Regions from separate parts of the Zea mays genome. Here region 2 is linked to region 1. The links are chromatin contacts, called in public Hi-C maps. All regions are on one chromosome and are shown on one strand. Each heading gives the region's core, a stretch centred on a gene start, on an enhancer-like site or on the middle of the called end of the contact. The rest is flanking DNA. Distances are from core to core; before and after follow the strand shown. Region 1 holds the start of LOC103626047 (serine/threonine-protein kinase Nek2). Region 2 holds the start of LOC100282454.

Region 1 (2,850 bases), core at 233-2,732:
CATGAAGATGGTACTTGAGAAGTTTAATAAGAGCGAGCGCCACCTTCTAAAAAAACCCCATGATTGTTTAATTGGATGCGAATAAGACTGTGTTCCTACCCAAGGAAGAGGATGATGAAACTTTGGACATGAAGTTTTATACCTCAACCCCATTGGAGCATTAATGTGCCTCACAAATTGCACATATCTAGATACTGCATTTATTGTAAACTTGTTGGCCTAGTATAGTGTCGCCCCCACCAAGGGGCATTGGGTTGGTGTGAAAACCATCCTCAAACATTTAAAGGGCACTGTGGATCTTGGGTTGTATTTTCCAAAACGAGGGGCTTAACTTTGGTGGGTTATGTTGATGTTGGCTATATGTCTAACCTCCCACAATACTAGACCATAGAGTAGTTTTGTGTTTCTTTGTGGCGGTGCAACCATCTCCTATCAATATATGAAGCAGACCTTGGTTGCCACGTTAACCAACCACTCAAATAATTTCTATGCACGAAGCCACACAAGAATGTGTTCTGCTACGTCGGATGATTAACCACATCTATAAGTCATGTGACATGAATGCCATCAATACCCCTACTATTATTTATGAAGATAATGTGTCTTGCGTTACACAAAAGTATATGAGCTATGTTAATTAAAAGCAATATCGCAAAGCACATCACTCCCAATTTTGTACGCCATGAGCTCCAGAAGAGCGTGGAGATAAATATCCTATAAGCTAAGTCATGTGAAAATCTAGCGGATGTATTCATAAAATCTTTGTCGGTCTCTAACTTAGATTTGTCCATAAAATTGACAAGAGATGACTTAGAGAGTCGTAAGATTCAAGAAGAGGCAAACCCCAAAGTCAGCTTATGATCGTGATCCTGAAGATTACAAGTTGATCTTAATGACCTGATCTGGAAAGCAAATGTTGTACTCCTTTTCTTTTGATGAGTTTTTTACTGAATTTTCTTACACATAAAATGAATTTAGTCAAGAAGAAGTGTTGTGGAATCAAAATCAAGAAAAACACTACATACACATTGAATTGTGACCAAATTATATTCATAATAAGAAGAAAGTCCAACTGTCCAAGAGTTCACATTCTAAATCTTTACACAGCCCTCTTCCCTATGAATAGGCCACTTTCGCCTCTGTGAAACACGCGCGCGCGCACACACAAAAAAGCAAATCAGAATTTCACTCTCCATTCTGGGCTGATTCCTAACAAGAAAAACACTAGTTGAGTATTATTTAATTGATGAAACTTTATTCAATGAACGGTAAAGACAACTAAAAGTAACATAATTCAGCCACTAATAACATTATAAAACCATGTAGATGCGCAGTGTTATTAAAACAAAATTTCTGTTAAGGCACAACGTGTCTTCCTGATTTTAAACCTCCGTATACCGTACTGTATACGATGTACGCCTAAACATGAATACATCCACCAGGACTCCAGGAGCAGTAGCAGCACAAAGCGACAAGCACAAACCCATCGCCAGAATCCAAAATCAAAAGCATCGATTTGATCTCGGCACGGCCCGCCCGCATCCTCTTCTCCTTCCCTGTCGCTTTTTCTGTCTACAGCTTCCATGGCGCTCTCTCTCTCTGAATGAATACTCCTCCATCTTGCCTTCACCTTTTTCCTCCTTTTTATATCAATATATAAAATGTTGAGGTTCCAGGGCAACCAGCGGGTTTGAAGTTTGAACTCAGTCCCTCCCCCCGCAAGCTTTCTCTCTCTCTCTCTCTCTCTCTGATCAAATGTGGCGAGATCTGTGTGAGTAAGCGTGAATACCACTACGGTTTTTCGTCCTCCCCTTCCCTTCTTGAGCTACTTGAGCTACTCTGGTCACTTCTTGGAGCCGGCAACTGCCAGTTGGGGGTTTTTTAGGTGAGTTTTGCCTGTCATTTTTGGGTTTCAGTTCTCTCTTGCTTGCAAGATTTCCTGTATTGATTTTGGTGTGTTCTTTGGAGGCTCGCATTGGGTTTACGTTATTGCTCGTCCTGTCCAACATTTCTCAGTCTACTGGACCTTTTGGGGTTGATATTTCAAAAAAAAAATTGAACGAACTGCATAAGATAGTGCACATTACTATTAAAACAGAAGAGTATGAACAAAGGTTCCTAGGGTGCTCCACAAAAAGGGCAAACAAAAGGTTGATATTTCACATTTGAGTTCTTTGTTGGAAAAGAAGATACTAGTGTTTTTTTCCTGGCTTCCAGTTGCCTGGGGAAACTCTGTCTTTTCAGGATCTACTAGTATCCGGCATTTCCATGAGTTCTTCAGTTTGTCGTTTGGGTTTCAAAGCTTTGCGTTATTCTTCCTAGCTTCAAAAAAAAACGAAAAACCTAACATCGTCGGCTAGTTTTGTCACACAGTTCATTGGCATCACGTGGCGGCTCATCCTATATTTTTGTCTATCTCTAATTTCGACACCACTGTATCCGCACTGAGAATTTGTCGCCATTAGGACCATTAAAGCTGTGCTTTCTAAAAAAAATTACTACAGTACATACTATGTGTAAATAACATGGTAGGGTACTACCCCTGCAATAATGAAGCCGTGCAATGCTTAAATGCAGTTTTTTAAGTCAGAATTACCGAGCCTACAGGCAAACGATTATTAATCTTGGAGCCCTCAAGTTAATTGTTTTCCTGTTTCTTACTTTTCATTCATTTTGTTTACTCCAAATCACAACATTGCTAAGCTAAAATCGTACTGACTCACTGCATTTTCTTTTCAGGACAAAGGGAGCAAAAAAAAACGAACACCTTCCTGAGCTTAAGACAGCATGGATCAGTACGAGGTGCTGGAGCAGATCGGCAAAGGAGCATTTGGCTCTGCCCTGCTGGTC
Region 2 (2,850 bases), core at 97-2,596, 140 kb after region 1:
GCAGTTATTTTGTTGCAAATATAAGAGTCGTTATCTGTACACATTACACGTTCTGCAACCTTTATGGCTTATTCGTTTCACCGTTAAACCATGTGGATTGGATGGTATTGAGCCGATTTAAATACATAACAAGTCAAAATACATATCAATCCATTCCAATACACTCTAATCCACATAGAATTGAAATAACCGAACACGGCCTCACCTCAGGTGGTAGAGTGCTACCTATTGAGATTGAGTTGACTCTACATCTATAAACTGGTAGCCCACCATGCTAATTTTTCCTTGCCTTTGAAATCAGGAACAAATGTGTCTTCGGTCTAAAAATTGAGGTCATTTGTGGTTTATGATCTATGTTTTGGTCATTGCCGACTTGCGCCATGCTGGGGCTTATGGTTTACCCAATCTACTTGGTAGGAGATAAAGCTGCAGAGAAGAAATTAGTTTAAGTAGCACAAAAGGCTCGTAAAAGTTGAAAAGTGTTTTCATTTGAGTTCAACTTGTTTAAGGAGGCAGGGCGTGCGGAGGTTAAGTGTCCAGAGACTAGAGTTTGATAATTTCATCACTTCCTTTTGGCATCACTTGTCCAAGAATTTGATGGGGCTGATCCACCTTAGCATTCACCATTATACTAACTGAAAGCTGGCTGGGTTGCACACTTTGAGCTCTGTTTTCTGAAGACAAGCTACTGATCAAGTTTTCTGAGCAGTATTGTATCCTTTTTCCATTTAGTAAAACTGTTCATTGATCCATCTAACTTCTCTCTCAGGCGGCTAAGGAGTTCGAAAGTGAACTGAAGAAAGAGCCTGGGGAAGGTGGCGATCAGCCCCCACCTGCAACCCCCACGGCAACGGGGGTAGGTGGCGCGGAGAAGGGGCTTGAGGCATCAAGTAGCAAGGAGAGCACGTCGCGGAGAAGGGGGTTGTTGGTGTAAAATTGTATTCTGGTCTTCTGGAGTTAGCATCAAGTTCATGTCCTTTTTAACCACGTCGCGGTTTCAGGCCATTGTAGCGATATGTTTGTAGTCTGTACCGGGAATAACAACCTTCCGTGATTGATTATGAATCGGTTGTCTTGGGCATTATTCATTATTGCAATTCTCATTATTTGTAGCACTTGTTTATTGAGCTTAAAGGTGTGAGCTGAAGCGGTTAGAAGAGCACGTCTATGCTACATGGGGTTTCTAGATCGTGTAAAATAAAGAGAAAATATTTTCTTTATTTTTTTATTTGTCATATTTTAGTGTAAAAAAATTTAATGAGCGACAAATATTTAAGAACGTAGATACTATTATTTATAAAGAGAATTTTAAAATAAAAAAGAAGCAGAGAATAAATTAGGGAGCTGTTTGAGACCGGCTGACAGCCACAACAGCAGCTCGTGACCCATTAGTAGGGGAGCTGCTGGAGCACACGCACGGCCACGCCCCGATATCGCCATGGCTATCCTCGCCGTTGCCTCTCCACTCAAAACCCTAAACCCTAGCCCCGGGGACCACAGCCGCTGCCGCCTCTCCTCTTCCCTCCTCCACCTTCCGCTACCAGTGCCACGATGGCGCCGCCTCCGGTGCTCCGCTCAGTACAGTGAGGCGGCGGCGCAGCCCACGTCGACAACGACGGCGCGTCCAGCGGACATACCCTGGAGCAAGGAGCTCTGCAACTCGGTGCGGCTCATTGGGACTGTAGGCACCGACGTAGAGCTGCGGCAGCTGCCCAGCGGCTCCGCCGTTGCGAGGGGTCGCCTCGCCGTATGGAAGTCAGCCACCGAGACTACATGGTATTCCTGATTGGTCTTACGCAATACTATGGCTGTTTGGTTCGTGGCTAAACCTGCCACACTTTGCCTAAGGTTAGTCGTTCAAATTGAATAACTAACCTTAGGCAGAAAAGTTAGGCAAAGTGTGCCATCCATTTCTAGCGCCGCCTATTTCTGTTCCTATTACCGAGGCCGGCAGTGGGTTCGACTTTCTGTCGCTTGTCGGTCACTCGTGGAGTCGTGGTAGGGCTGGTAGCTTTGTGAGTGTGGGGGCATGCGTGGATTTTGAGAGGTCGGCAAAGGCATTCGGTAATATGTTGGCTAGAGAATTTTGTGCAATTGGTGGACTGTAGCAACAAGAAAGATGATCGTTGAGACCAGACAGTGTAGCTGTGCCAAATTGTTTTTGTTGCTTATACAGTGCGGTAAGAAAATACCAATGAAGTTGTGTAAAAAGGCTTTACTACGATTGAGTTACACCCTTAGTTAAATAGGGACTTTATTTTGGAGCAATGAATATTGATCAGCACATTCCCTTAGTCTGTTGCTACCTGCAATTTTTTTCAGTAACCTATCTCTGTTTCAAAGGTGTCGCTAGGCGTCCAGGCTTACCCAGCTTGCCTTGGTGAACAATGTCTGCCACTGTGCTCTCGCCTGGACACCTAATCACCTTTGAAACCATTGTTGTACTATGATGATAGACAAACGAGTTTCGATTTCTGAAACAAAACTCGGCAGGAGGGGGAATGACCGCCCTCCCGGAGAAGAGACTGAAACATTGGTCCTGGCCGAGAAAATCCCCGAACCCTCCCCCCCACCCATCTTGTCGACGTCAACCGTCCACTCTGCAATGACCCAACCAGAGGGTGGCACACAGGACAACGTAACCCGAGAGCGGATGAGACACAACGAAGGGATTCTTTATCAAGCCGGAAAAAATCCGCCCCTGAGTGGAATAATACCCGGGCCTTGGAGGTGCTACTCGGAAGTCTTAACTACTAGGCTACTGAATTCTGAATCCTAATGCTCTCCATCAATAATTAACACTGCCTTATTTGCACCCCCACCCCCAAAAAAGTTAACTCTTAAGAGCCA

What was found. A called contact is a pair of places that touch in the nucleus more often than the background predicts.
Region 2: a contact with region 1 is called in a Hi-C map of tassel, with 2.3 times the contacts expected there. The contact joins the promoter of LOC100282454 here to the promoter of LOC103626047 in region 1. A contact is called at or near these places in 2 of 25 Hi-C or Micro-C datasets (ear and tassel).

The regions. Positions count from the first base shown.
Region 1 is chr5:18,520,985-18,523,834 of Zm-B73-REFERENCE-NAM-5.0, forward strand. It overlaps LOC103626047 (serine/threonine-protein kinase Nek2), which reads left to right and starts at 1,483. Exons shown (of 15, transcript XM_008646429.3): 1 at 1,483-1,885; 2 at 2,740-2,850. The coding sequence starts at 2,788.
Region 2 is chr5:18,664,731-18,667,580 of Zm-B73-REFERENCE-NAM-5.0, forward strand. It overlaps LOC100282454, which reads left to right and starts at 1,347. Exons shown (of 5, transcript NM_001155364.2): 1 at 1,347-1,776. The coding sequence starts at 1,439. It overlaps LOC541789, which reads left to right. Exons shown (of 2, transcript NM_001111473.1): 2 at 770-1,084. The coding sequence ends at 934.